Linked DNA regions of Mus musculus: regions 2 and 3 are each linked to region 1. A link is a contact called in public Hi-C and Micro-C data. All regions are on one chromosome and are shown on one strand. The core of a region is the stretch at or near the end of the contact, and the rest is flanking DNA. Distances in the headings are between cores, read along the strand shown. Region 1 holds the start of Ppp1r12a (protein phosphatase 1, regulatory subunit 12A). Region 2 overlaps Otogl (otogelin-like). Region 3 overlaps Syt1 (synaptotagmin I).

The links. Hi-C and Micro-C count contacts between places; a contact is called where the count stands out from the background.
Region 2: a Micro-C map of the HL-1 cell line shows a contact between it and region 1, with 4 times the contacts expected there. The contact joins the enhancer-like site here to the promoter of Ppp1r12a in region 1. A contact is called at or near these places in 3 of 39 promoter capture datasets (the C10 cell line, the HPC-7 cell line and pre-B cells), 1 of 15 datasets of contacts at CTCF or cohesin (the NIH/3T3 cell line), 2 of 484 Hi-C or Micro-C datasets (the HL-1 cell line and uterus), 5 of 115 datasets of contacts at active chromatin or transcription factors (bone marrow-derived macrophages, craniofacial prominence, embryonic stem cells and 2 more) and 1 of 9 other capture datasets (pancreatic islet).
Region 3: a contact with region 1 is called in a Hi-C map of Sertoli cells, with 6 times the contacts expected there. The contact joins the enhancer-like site here to the promoter of Ppp1r12a in region 1. A contact is called at or near these places in 5 of 484 Hi-C or Micro-C datasets (the HL-1 cell line, Sertoli cells, embryonic stem cells and 1 more) and 7 of 115 datasets of contacts at active chromatin or transcription factors (embryonic stem cells, epiblast stem cells, extraembryonic endoderm stem cells and 2 more).

What each region holds. Positions count from the first base shown.
Region 1 is chr10:108,159,589-108,163,693 of GRCm38.p6, forward strand. Ppp1r12a (protein phosphatase 1, regulatory subunit 12A) reads left to right here and starts at 2,510. Exons shown (of 25, transcript NM_001368736.1): 1 at 2,510-3,048. The coding sequence starts at 2,812. Gm40754 (a long non-coding RNA gene) reads right to left here and starts at 849. Exons shown (of 4, transcript XR_872014.2): 1 at 1-849.
Region 2 is chr10:107,897,607-107,901,669 of GRCm38.p6, forward strand. Otogl (otogelin-like) reads right to left here. Exons shown (of 58, transcript NM_001177567.2): 5 at 3,639-3,737; 6 at 1,854-2,008. Among named protein-coding and RNA genes, the nearest start is that of Otogl, 13 kb to the right of the region's middle. Within about 2 kb of position 2,490, at least 24 of the 459 cell types and tissues checked have an H3K27ac peak or open chromatin away from gene starts, as enhancers often do. A contact at or near this core is called in the HL-1 cell line and uterus, where this site is marked.
Region 3 is chr10:108,536,858-108,540,653 of GRCm38.p6, forward strand. All of the region lies in intron 9 of Syt1 (synaptotagmin I), which reads right to left. Among named protein-coding and RNA genes, the nearest start is that of Gm36601, 83 kb to the left of the region's middle. Within about 2 kb of position 1,919, at least 65 of the 459 cell types and tissues checked have an H3K27ac peak or open chromatin away from gene starts, as enhancers often do. A contact at or near this core is called in the HL-1 cell line, Sertoli cells, extraembryonic endoderm stem cells and 3 more, where this site is marked.

The DNA.
Region 1 (4,105 bases), core at 1,260-3,759:
CCCACTGTAAACATTTATTCAGGTTCTAAAACACACGTGCTTCCACCTTAAGAGTCCATCTGCCTTAAAGGAACTAAAATCCCCGCACTCTAACTTACATACAAGTCATTAGGAAATGGACATATTTGTATTTCTTCAACTTCGGCTTAGACCACTCAGTAATTAACATAATATGAAATGGTGGCTTTCTATATGTTCTAATAAAGTGTTGTGCTTATTTCTGAATGAACTATAGATCTTTCATGTTATGTTATATATATATACATAATTCTAAAAAGACAGAGCTGGTACAGGTGGCAACAGGAAGAGCTGTCTGACCTTAACAGTTATGGAGAATAAAAAGCTAAATTCAAATGAAGTCTGGACAAGCTAACAGCCCAAGGTTTGAGGTTTCTATTTTGTTTTTAATTGATAGCTTTTGGGAATTGGAATTAACTATGTTTTGTTAATGAACTATTGTCTTGTTTTTGTATTATTTTTATGTCCTGAAAGAAGTGCTTGAGTTAGAAATGGCATATCTCCCACTGCAGTCCTCTTGCCCAAATGAAAATGTGAAATTCCAATGAATGTGTATTTCAAGAGCACTTTTAATAGCAAATAAATAGACAGAATGTTCTCAGAAAACAAGGAAAAGTCAGTTTTCTCTAGGTAGATAGGAGAGCTGGTAAGAGTATACTCAATTCTTTTCTTTGATTGGGAGGGCCATATTCTGTGCATAGGGATTTTATAGTTTCACGTTAAGAAAATTCATGACCCTGCTCCATGGTGGTAGCACACAGATTTAATCCCAGCACTTGGGAGGCAGAGGCAGGCCAATTTCTGAGTTTGAAGTCTACAAAGTGGGTTCCAGGACAGCCAGATCTACATGGAGAAACCGTATCTGGAAAAGAAAGAGAGAGAGAGAGAGAAAGAGAGAGAGAGAGAGAGAGAGAGAGAGAGAGAGAGAGAGAGAGAAGAAGAAGAGGAGGAGGAGGAGGAGGAGGAGGAGGAGGAGGAGGAGGAGGAGGAGGAGGAGGAGGAGGAGGAGGAGGAGGAGGAAGAAGAAGAAGAAGAAGAAGAAGAAGAAGAAGAAGAAGAAGAAGAAGAAGAAGAAGAAGATGATGATGATGATTCAGTACCAAACACCACTGTTCTCATTGTTGTGCAGAGGTCTAGTGGTATGATCCTCAATACATTTTATGAAGATATAGATGTATTTCATGTGTGGCACACTCGTTTTGTGTTTCAAGGAAGTAGTTTTATCTTAGCTTGGATTTTATTACTATTCCTAACATTGAAATTCAGAATATTCAGTTCTATAAGGTGGTTCCCCCAGCATATTTTACTCAGTTATTCTAATCTACCAGAAAGGCAACATGCTGAAGAGTAAGAAAATAACTTTTCACTGCTGTATTCCCAGCACTGGGAGGCGGTTAGGGGCAAGGCAACTATTTTCTTTGGGGGTGGGGGGGTTCACAGTCTACAGGATTCCCAAAAAGGACCAGTGGTAGGGTTTTATGACATTATAGATCTAAAGTGTATGGGACGGGAGAGTGTTTAGAAAAGGCAAAGCTAAAATCTCCTTATGATGTTCTTTGCAACACAAGAATTTAAGAAATGGGCTCAAATAAATCGTATTTACTGTATTTTCAGAGCCTAGGAAGTCACGACTTTTTAGACATGTACTGGATAAATATCAGTCGAAGTAACTGCCTTCGTCCACATTCCTTTTGAATTCTAGACGCAGCCGGGTCTTTACTCCATAGAAAGCAATGGAGCTGAAACCGTAAATCCCTTAAAAGGTCAGGAGCAGTTAACAAGGCTGAACTAGCCCTCATGGGCAGTGCCACCCAGGCCGAAAAGCGATGGAGGAAGAAGAAATCAAAACAGGCTTAAAGACGGGGGAAAAACAAAACAACAATACTGAGCAAGCCTAAGAGGAAAGACATTTCTGCAGTGGGTGTTTGCAGGAAGCCACTGCAATTAACCGCAGGTCACCATCCCCTGCCAGTAGGCGATCACCTCGGTCAATGCCACCGGGGCCGTGGAGACGACTCCGACCCCACTTTTAAAACGCTCTCATCAGGATCGCCCGGGTTTCCCCCCGAGTTCCTCGGGAAGAGCAACCCCCACAAGCACCTAATGCACGACCCGTGTCCTCTCCATTCAAATCACGCAGCCAATAGGAAAACCCTCCGCCCCGGGCAGACGCCTCGCGCGGCCCGCCGAGCCCGGGAGGAGGCAGGCAGGTCAGCCCGGTCCCGCCTCGCCGCCCGACCCGGCTGCCTCTAGAGCTCTCGGTCCCGCCGGACGAGACAACCTTCCTTCCCGGCCTCCTCCCTTCCAGGAGCGGCCCAGCCCCCGGCTGCCAGAGCCACACCCGCTTCCCTCCGGTAGCGCCCCCGCCAGCGCTCGGCCCCCGAGCTCTTCCTGGGCCGGGCCGAAGCCGAGGCCCAGGCCGAGGCGGGAGCGCGCATGCGCACTGGGCCGCAGGGCGCCTCCCCGGCCGCGATCTCGCGAAGTTACGCTCAGCCGGGCCGCGGCTGACGGACTGACGGGCGGGCGGCCGTGCCGGGGGCGGGAGGGCGTCTGTGGTAGGAAGAGAGGCCCGCTCGGCCGGGCTCGCCCCAGTGCTCTGTGGGATACTGGAAGTCTCGAGCGTCTCCTCCCCGGCTCGCGGCTCCGCTCCGCTCCGGCCCCTCTCTCTCTCTCTCTCTCTCTTTCTGTCGCCGACGCGGTCGCATACTCCCCCCGGCGGCGTCCCCTCGCCGCCGCCGCCCCCTTCCCCCCCGCCCCAGCTCGCGATAAGAGGAGCCGGCGGCTGGAGAGGGGATGAAGATGGCGGACGCGAAGCAGAAGCGGAACGAGCAGCTGAAGCGCTGGATCGGCTCCGAGACGGACCTCGAGCCGCCCGTGGTGAAGCGCCAGAAGACCAAGGTGAAGTTCGACGATGGCGCCGTCTTCCTCGCCGCCTGCTCCAGCGGCGACACGGACGAGGTCCTCAAGCTGCTGCACCGCGGCGCCGACATCAATTACGCCAATGTGGACGGACTCACCGCCCTGCACCAGGTCTGTGTGCCCGGCGTCCCCTCATCCGGACCCCGGAACCCCGGGGCCCGCTGTGGTGCTCGCGCCCGGGGCCGGGGCTGAGGCCGGGGGGTGGCGGGAGACTCCCTGCTTGCGGGTGAGGGGGCGGCTCCGTCGCGGGAGGCTGGCTGGGGCGCGGGGCTCCGGGCCCCCCTCCAGAGCCGCTCGCCCGCAGCCTGTGCAGTTTGGGGGGGGACCCGGCCGATGTTCCTGGGCGCGGGGCAGAATGGACTGTGGTCCTCTTGGGGGCCTCCAGGGCCATTTGTGGACATGTGTCTGGGTCTGGTAGTCTGGGTCAAGCCGAGCCGGAGAGTAATGGGTTGTGCCGAGGCCCGGTGTCAGTGATAGACCGTGGGGCGGGGAGGGTTGTTGAAAAAAAAAAATCCACTAACAGGGACTCTTGGGGCAGATGGAGCCCACTGGCCTGGAGGTGGGCATTGGTGTTGGTGTACATTTTTAGGACTTGATTACAAATGAGGATGATGATATTAGTGATCCCGAACCCTTAAAGCCCGAACCCTTAAAGCCGGGTGCCCCGAGCGAACGATTTCCTGTTTTCTCCTTTATTACTCTTGGTCACTGGGGAGGGGGAAACGGGGTGTAATTAGCTAATCCGGAGTGGCTGAAAGAGAGGGGATTGGTAGTGAATCTGATAAGGGAAGTCTTCCCGAGTGGGCTTGCCCACCTCGTAACTGGAGTCTATGGGTTCCTGTACTCGAAGTTGGTCGCAGTCACAGATCCCTGAGTCCTGGCTCCTGGAGTGCACACCGGGGCTAGGGAAGATGGGAATAAACACTGTGTACTCCTCAAAGACAGTTGCCAAACTTTATTATTATTATTTTTTTATTTTTTGGTGGTGGTGGTGGGGAGGGGGAGAGAAAAAAAAAAAACCAAAGCTAATCACAACCTTTTCTCAAAATGGATGCTTTGTGCATGTTAAAGTTTTATAGTAGTCCGATTGGGATCTCTCAATGTTAGCCAAATAAGGAGAAACTATTGGCAATCCAGAGATAATGTTGCTTTGCCTTTAACAAGCCAA
Region 2 (4,063 bases), core at 1,240-3,739, 260 kb before region 1:
GTAGTTCCCATACGAGATTGTAAACACTTGTTCTCAAACGTAAGCAGACACTCACGAATCAGTTATCACTGGAAGAAAGTCCATACTATAAAAGACAGAACCCAAGAAACAATGAAAAGAGGAAATCAAAGAGACGGTACAAATTTCTTTGTTTTGAATAAATATATGTTATCTCTATAATTAAATTGTAAATCCAAGATGATTTATAAAAGTTTTATATGCATTACACACACATAAAGGCCAACTAGTATCGGACAGAAAAAGTGAGCATATAACATCTCTAAAAAGATCATTAAATACTATCTAAGAAATTTTTTAAGTGAAAACAGCTAAACATTGACAACATGATAGAAGAAATAATCAGAAGATGGAAAGATATATGAGCTTGAAAGAAAGCTTCCATGGTAATAGAACAAAAAACCAAAATGATGCAAAACTGGAAAAGAATCAGTAAGGATCCTTCAGTTCAGAAACTCAGAGGCATGAACAGCAGAACTCCGAAAAAATGAATAGAAGAGATAAAGGAAGAAATCATGTTCCAAAAGTGAAGGGTGTGAATCATGAATGTGCCCCTTGTGGAGAGAAGGACAAAATACAGGAGCCTCATGCAACCATCATACCTCAGCCTACTGGGGATAAAGAAAAGATTACTATTTTTTTAGGAAGCAAGGAAAAGATTGAATAAAAAGTACTCAGAAATTGGCAGAGAAGTCAAATTTTCTAGAAATGCTCTTCAAGTTAATTCAAACTTGTCCTCCCATGCATAGTTTGCATGCAAGCATCTCTTCCCCATTTTAGACACGGAGTTAAAAATCTTTCAGACTTCAAACGCAGGACCAGGCACCTCCACCAACACAGACCATGAGCTCAGAGGACTCGGGAGGTTTTTCAAAGCAAATCCTACAAGTAGACAAAATTCCCTGGCCATCAGACCTTCCCTTGAATCCAGGCAACAGGAAAAACCAATACAGAAAGTAAAAGAGGGTTGTTTCCAGAAGTGGGTGAGAAGAAACCCCAAGCTGTGGACAGGAGATCTGTGAAGCAGCTAGTCTGATTAGGGGCATCAGAAGCAAGGGTTCAGAAGGGGAGGCTCTATGAAAGAGGTGCTCTGTCAAGAAGAGTCCTACAGGGGTAGAAAGAGTGCAGGAAAACAACTCTAGCTGGAGTTTGAGAGATTTCCTAGGAATTCACTGGACTTGGGAATTTTGAAACTAAGAGCTGGTTGAATGAGCTTAATCATGTAGCATGGATTTACCTGGTAATTACATAATTCTTGGGGTCCCTTTCATAAACATCAGTTTCCTCAACACACAAACCATTCCTTTTGTTTTGTTTCGTATTTTTATTTACCTATCTATTTTTGGAGCCAAGGATTCAAAATAGGGCCTTGTGTGTGCTAAAAATTTGCTCTACCATTCAGCTATATTCCCTAGCCCAAGGGTAGCACTTTGGAAAAGTTAAAGCAAGAGGGCATCTCAGTCAAAATAGCAAGGAGGAAGAAAATATGAATAATGACTCTACCCTCTTCCAAATTATCAAATAAAACCCAAATATTAGGGATATTGATGAGTCACTATAATAGTAAACACATGATATTTCTCCACAGCCTGTAAGACTTTCTCTCATGGATTCAATCCCTGTGCCTAAGATGCCAGTTATCATCTCAGTGGGATGACACTCAATATGGCCACAGATTTGGACCACTCCATTTAAGAGTAGAGCCCTAGGTGTTCTATAATTATCTTCTATTTCTATTTTTGTCTACTGTATATTTGTATATTTGACCATTATTCTTAAATACATTGTTTTCCAGGAGTAATGTTTTTAATTGATTAAATTCAAGTACTACCTACCCATACTGTGTACTGAGGCTCCAAATTACCACAGTCCTTTGCAAATATATAAGAACAACTTCCTGGGAAATAATAGTAGATTCCATCAAATGTTTCAAAGTGATACTGTCCCCAGGTTTTGCAAATCCCATCTCTGCCACTTCCCATGTTTGGCACTGAAAAGAAATAAAAAGAATATTTACTAGTGGAAAATAAATCCCATCGATCTCAAAATATTCAGTCATGATAATTGTGATTTTCACTGAAATAATATCCAGTTACTTAAAAAAAAAACCCACCAAGTCTCTAGTTTTAATGAAAAAAGGACTTATGTTAGAAACTCCTCTAACTGTTGTTTCCAAGAGACAGATCCGGAAGAAAGGAAGAGTAAGAAAAAAGACAGTAATGTCGACCCAGCAGATGAATGACTCAGTAAAGAAAGATAGATCACCCTGGAATGTTCTACAACAGCACAGGCAGCAGGGAGAATGCTCCAGTCTCCATAATTATTCTTTTTTTTAATCTCCTTATAGTATCCAAAGAGAAAAATAAATGATGACCAAAAAAAAAATTAATGAATAAATAAATAGACGGGTATGCGTGCCTGAAAATGGAGCTGAAAGCATTAGTCATTCGGTTTCCGGGAATCTCAAAATGATGACCTCAGACTGGTGACATTGCAGACGATTATTTATCTTAAATCAAAGGGCTTCATCTATTACGACCATGCCTCTCCTCTATAAAACCTCCCACTCTGTTCCACTTGTGTGTGTGTGGTGGATAATAATATTCATTATTGTGGTGGGGGTGGTGGGAGTGGGTCCCATTGTGTTTGAGCAAGAAAGTGTCTAAGGACAATTTTGGGAGTTGCTCCTTCTGCCTAAGAGGGTTCTGGGGAAAGAATTCTGATCTTGGCAACTAGGGCTTCTCCCTGCTGAGTCATCTCACCACCACCACCACCACCACCACCACCTGCACACCATTTTTTATATTTTAAATGCTTCACTTTATAATAATGTACAAGACAGGAATATTTGCTGAATTGTCACTAGGTGGGTTTTGATATAGTCCAGGGAAAACCAAAAGATAAGGAGGTGTCTTAGTTTCCTCTCATTTTGAAACAATTATCTATATTTGTCAGCTCAGGCCAACGTTGGTCCGCTCAGGAAAAGAAACAGAATGGCCTTCCCCAACAGCGGGTCTTACATCCTGCACTTTTCTTTAGAACACTTAAGTGTGAGTATTGCTCATCCATTATGCATCACTGGGTGCTGAAGCATGTCATATCATTCAGAAACGCACCCTGACTTGGGCCTCACATGTTGTCTTGCAAATGGAAAAATACTGATTATTATCCATTGATAATTATTAACCTAAGACCCTACCTTAGACACTGTGGATAGAAAAACTTAAAAATGGAAACTTATCCCCAGTACCTAAAGAGTTCTCAGTACTATTTCTAATCTACATATTCAATGTCCAACTAATGGAACACAAAGAAGAAATGCTTCTATGAAGATATACTAAGTAAAAGAGAGACATAAACGAAAGACGGTTCTACTAAGCTAATGCCAGAAAATAAAGGGGGAAAAAAGTACTTGAAAAAATAGAGATCGTTGGGAAGGGGAAGTACACACTTCTATTTTCTTTTACAGTGTTTCTACATCACTTCAAATGGATGAAAATAAATTTTGAACTCTCTAGCTAATGTCCCAAATCCCAGGGGATGAACACTTCCAACCAAATCACGACTTAATGTTCTCGTTCATATCCCATAATTCTCTCATAAATATCCCTGAAACTTACCAATCTGGCACCTTGTCCCGAGAGCCTGGAATATTTGACAGTCACACGTACCCGTCTTAGAACAGAAAGCCCCGTTAAGGCATTCATGAGGACATGAACCTGAGGGGTAGGGCAAAATAATTTATCTTCTGGCATGGATCAGCTCACAAAAACACAATGTGTCACGATCTAGCTTGGACTAACTCTAATACTGTTAACTTAAACAGAACCTGGGCCTCTTGCCTTGTGGTGCTAAAGAATTAAGCCATCAAATCTCTATCTATTCATTTCATTATGTGTGCTCTGAAGCAAGAAAGACAGGCTTTCACATCGCAAAGTACTTTGAGAGAAAAGGTTAGCCTCCTTCGAGCAATTGAAAGGTCAAGTTCCCATGTAAGGAATCCCTGTCCAAGATGACGAGAAGCAGAAATGCCCAAGCTGTACAT
Region 3 (3,796 bases), core at 669-3,168, 380 kb after region 1:
TGAGATAGACTACTGAGGGCCTAACTGCCCACCTTATTAAGACGGTAATGACTACACCTGAGAGCGGGACTCTGTGATGATGAGAAATGTGACCTTGCGGCCACGTTCTGTACATTTTAAAGGAGGCAGAGGTAAAAACTGAGATCAGAGAACAGAGGTTTCATAAATCAGGACAACCAATGACGGGAGCACGGGCGAGTGCATAATTGTAGACCGAGGACAAAGCAAAGAATTTAAAGCTATTACAAAGTAATTTGTGTGCCTTAACTCTCTGGGAAATTATAATTATCAGAGAAATAATAGGTCCACACTCCAACTGCTTCTGGCCTTGTAACAGGGACAAAAAAAAAAAAAAAAAAAAGCAAGAAAGAGAGAAGGAAAGAAAGTGTGTATGTGTCTCTGTGTCTTGTGTCAGTCAGTCTGTCTGCTAAATTTGGAGCTGTAGGGTCAAATTCAACAAGTGAGCCAAAATCAAATATCTTTGTATGTTTATATATCATAATTTACAAACCAAGTTTTTCTGGCCATTATCTTTTTTGGACCCTTCGTAGAATTTCTGAAGAAGATTCCGTATTCCCTAATCTGTCAGAGGGTTTGGCTGAGTCTCCTTGTTAAGTCTCATCGAGGGTGTGGATTGGCTCTGGAGTTCTTGTTTTCCCAGTCAGCCTGTACTGCTGACCCTCCTCATAACCTTCCTCAAGACCCTTCTGAAGCCATATCAGTTGATGTACGAGAGGGCTCCTTCTGTCCTCTGCAGTAAGACTTAGGAACAGCCTCACAGCTCATTCCTTTGCTTGTTTGGCTTTCGTGTTCGTGCAATTTCGGGGTTTGGAATAGTTGCGGGGCTCATGGAGGGCGGGGGACCTCAGGCTTGTTCTGCCTTTTGGCTTTAGAATGCCAAACTGCAGGTCAGGATGGCTGGATGGCTCCCGTGAGCAGGGCTCAGGAAGGGTGCTCAATCCCTGGCTGCTACTGCCACCTCCTGTTGAAAATGGCTCATCTTGAACTGTCTTTCTGTACCTATGCTTTGAACTCAAGTATCCTAGGCCAGGCTCAAAGGATGTCAGCCAGGAGAATATTCCCATGTCTTAAGAGTTTCTGGAATCAACGACTATTCGAAGGCAGTGTGAACTGGACCGAGGCTCAGATACCATTGTTTGTAGGGGAAGGGGCCAGTAGGAGGAGGTCACGATCACGTAGTTATGTGGCTGGGGGAGGAAAAGAAGAACATAACATGTGTCCACGCATCCACTTGGAGACTGCTAAACAGAGAGCAAGCACTTCTGCTCTGAGTGTAAGAATCGTAGACAATCAGGTCTTCTCACATTAGGGAGAGGCACTGGAGGAGCTTGCATCTACTTTGAATATAAATAAATAAATAAATAAATAAAACAACTGTGCTGTCGATAGAGAGAAGCTACCAGACGTGAGGTCTACTGTCTCGATGGCAGTGTTCTGCAAAGACGATAGACTCTCCTCAGGCTCACGTTTCCAATTCTGAGAGTGTGGGTGGGGAGCCATCTTGCTATGTCAAATGAGGGTCAGTAGCGTAAAACTCAAGTTTCCTGTCTCTTTCCAGCTTCTCAGGCCTCTGGACTGGTCTGGAAGTGGGACACAGCGTAGTGAGACTGCCACTTGGTGCTGAAGAGCCACAGTGGGGAAGGGGGGCGTTGTGTCCCATCTCTTCCATTGAACCCCCTCTGTGTTTGGTGATTTTTTTTCCTCAAAACCATCAGAGTTGTCCTTTTTTTTTTTTTTAAATGAATGTATTTTCCTCTTAAGATAACTCCTGATGTTAAATTTAACTTTGTTTCTCTATTAGTGGGGGAAGTACACGGAAAGTAGTGAGCCACAAGTCCGAATCACCTCAAGGGGAATTCCAGAGATAAATCCAGAGAAAACAGTGAGTCATGGCCAAGTTACAGAAGAATACAAATCACCTGACTGCTTGTCAGGGCCTGTGGAAAGCCCCACTGCAGGTCAGTTCAGCTAACAGTCACCCGTTGTTCCCTATGAAGAAGGTATTATCATCCTTTTTTCAGCAGCTGGGGACACTAAGTCTCAGGGCCAGCAACTCATCCCTCAAGGTCAGCGGTTCTCAACCTTCTTAACGCTGCAGCCCTTTAATACAGTTCCTTATGTTCCTTACATGGTGACCCCCAACCATAGAAGCATGTTTGTGGCTGCTTCGTAACTGCAGTTTTGCTACTGTTATGAACTGTGATGTTAATATCTGTGTTTTCTGGCTATCTAAGGCAACCATCACAAAAAGTGTTTGGCTTCTCCAAAGGGGTCGTGACCCACAGTGTTCTAGGTGTTTCTGACTTCCACAGCCATGCACATATACCTCTGTACCATAATACATGGCAGAGTCACAAAGATAAAAGTGTTCTACATGCACCTACACATGCCTACATGCACCTACATGTGCAGGCCACTCTCCAGCACTTTAACAGGCTAGTATGCATTCTTCTTTACCCATCTTTAGAGTCCCCTCACTGTCGAGTTCGTGGTAGGCAGGCATCTTCTAGAGGAGGGCAGGGAGAACTGGAGTTTTAAGTATGATTCTGACTCTGAAGCCAATGCAAACTCATGAAAACGATGAAACCAAACTTGGTGAGATTTACCCGGACACTGAGTCTTTTCAACATGTCTGTTTCTTCCATCATGGGGACAGGGCATGAGAAAGACTGTGCGTGACCACAGCACCAGAATGGGTTCTCATATTATCACGTTGGTCCTAGGAAAACCCTTTAGATGCAAGTTCCATCTCATTTCAGCTGCTGCCAAATCGGCCAAGCATGGACAGTGCCTTTGGATGCTTCAAGAATGCACAGGGCATTCTAAGTTTCTGGGCTAATATCCACTTATCAGTGAGTGCATATCATGTGCGTTCTTTTGTGATTGGGTTACCTCACTCAGGATATCCTCCAATCCATCCATTTTCCTAAGAATTTCATAAATTCATTGTTTTGAATAGCTGAGTAGTACTCCATTGTGTAAATGTACCACATTTTCTGTATCCATTCCTCTGTTGAGGGACATCTGGGTTCTCTCCAGCTTCTGGCTATTATAAATAAGGCTGCTATGAACATAGAGGAGCACATGTCCTTATTACATGTTGGAGCATCTTCTGGGTGTATGCCCAGGAGTGGTATTGCTGGGTCCTCAGGTAGTACTATGTCCAGTTTGCAAAACACATGAAACTCAAGAAGGAAGACCAAAGTGTGGATACTTCGATTCTTCTTAGAAGGGGGAACAAAATACCCATGGAAAGAGTTACAAAGTTCGGAGTTGAGTCTGAAGGAAGGACCAGCCAGAGACTGCCCCACTTGGGGATCCATCCCATAAACAACCACTAAGCCCAGACACTATTGCATATGCCAACAAGAGCCTGCTGACAGGAGCCTGATATAGCTGTCTCCTGTGAGGCTATGCCAGTGCCTGGCAAATACAGAAGTGGATGCTCACAGTCATCTATTGGATGGAACACAGGGTACCCAATGAAGGAGCTAGAGAAAGTACCCAAGGAGCTGGAGGGGTCTGCAATCCTATAGGAGGAACAACAATATGAACTAACCAGTAACCCCAGAGCTTGTGTCTCTAGCTGCATATGTAGCAGAGAATGGCCTAGTTGGCCATCAATGTGAGGAGTGGCCCTTGGTTTTGAGAAGATTCTATGCCCCAGTGTAGGGGAATGCCAGGGTCAGGAAGCAGGAGTGGGTGGGTTGGGGAGCAGGGGGAGTGGAGAGGGTATAGGGGATTTTCGGAGAGGAAACTAGGAAAGGGGATAGCA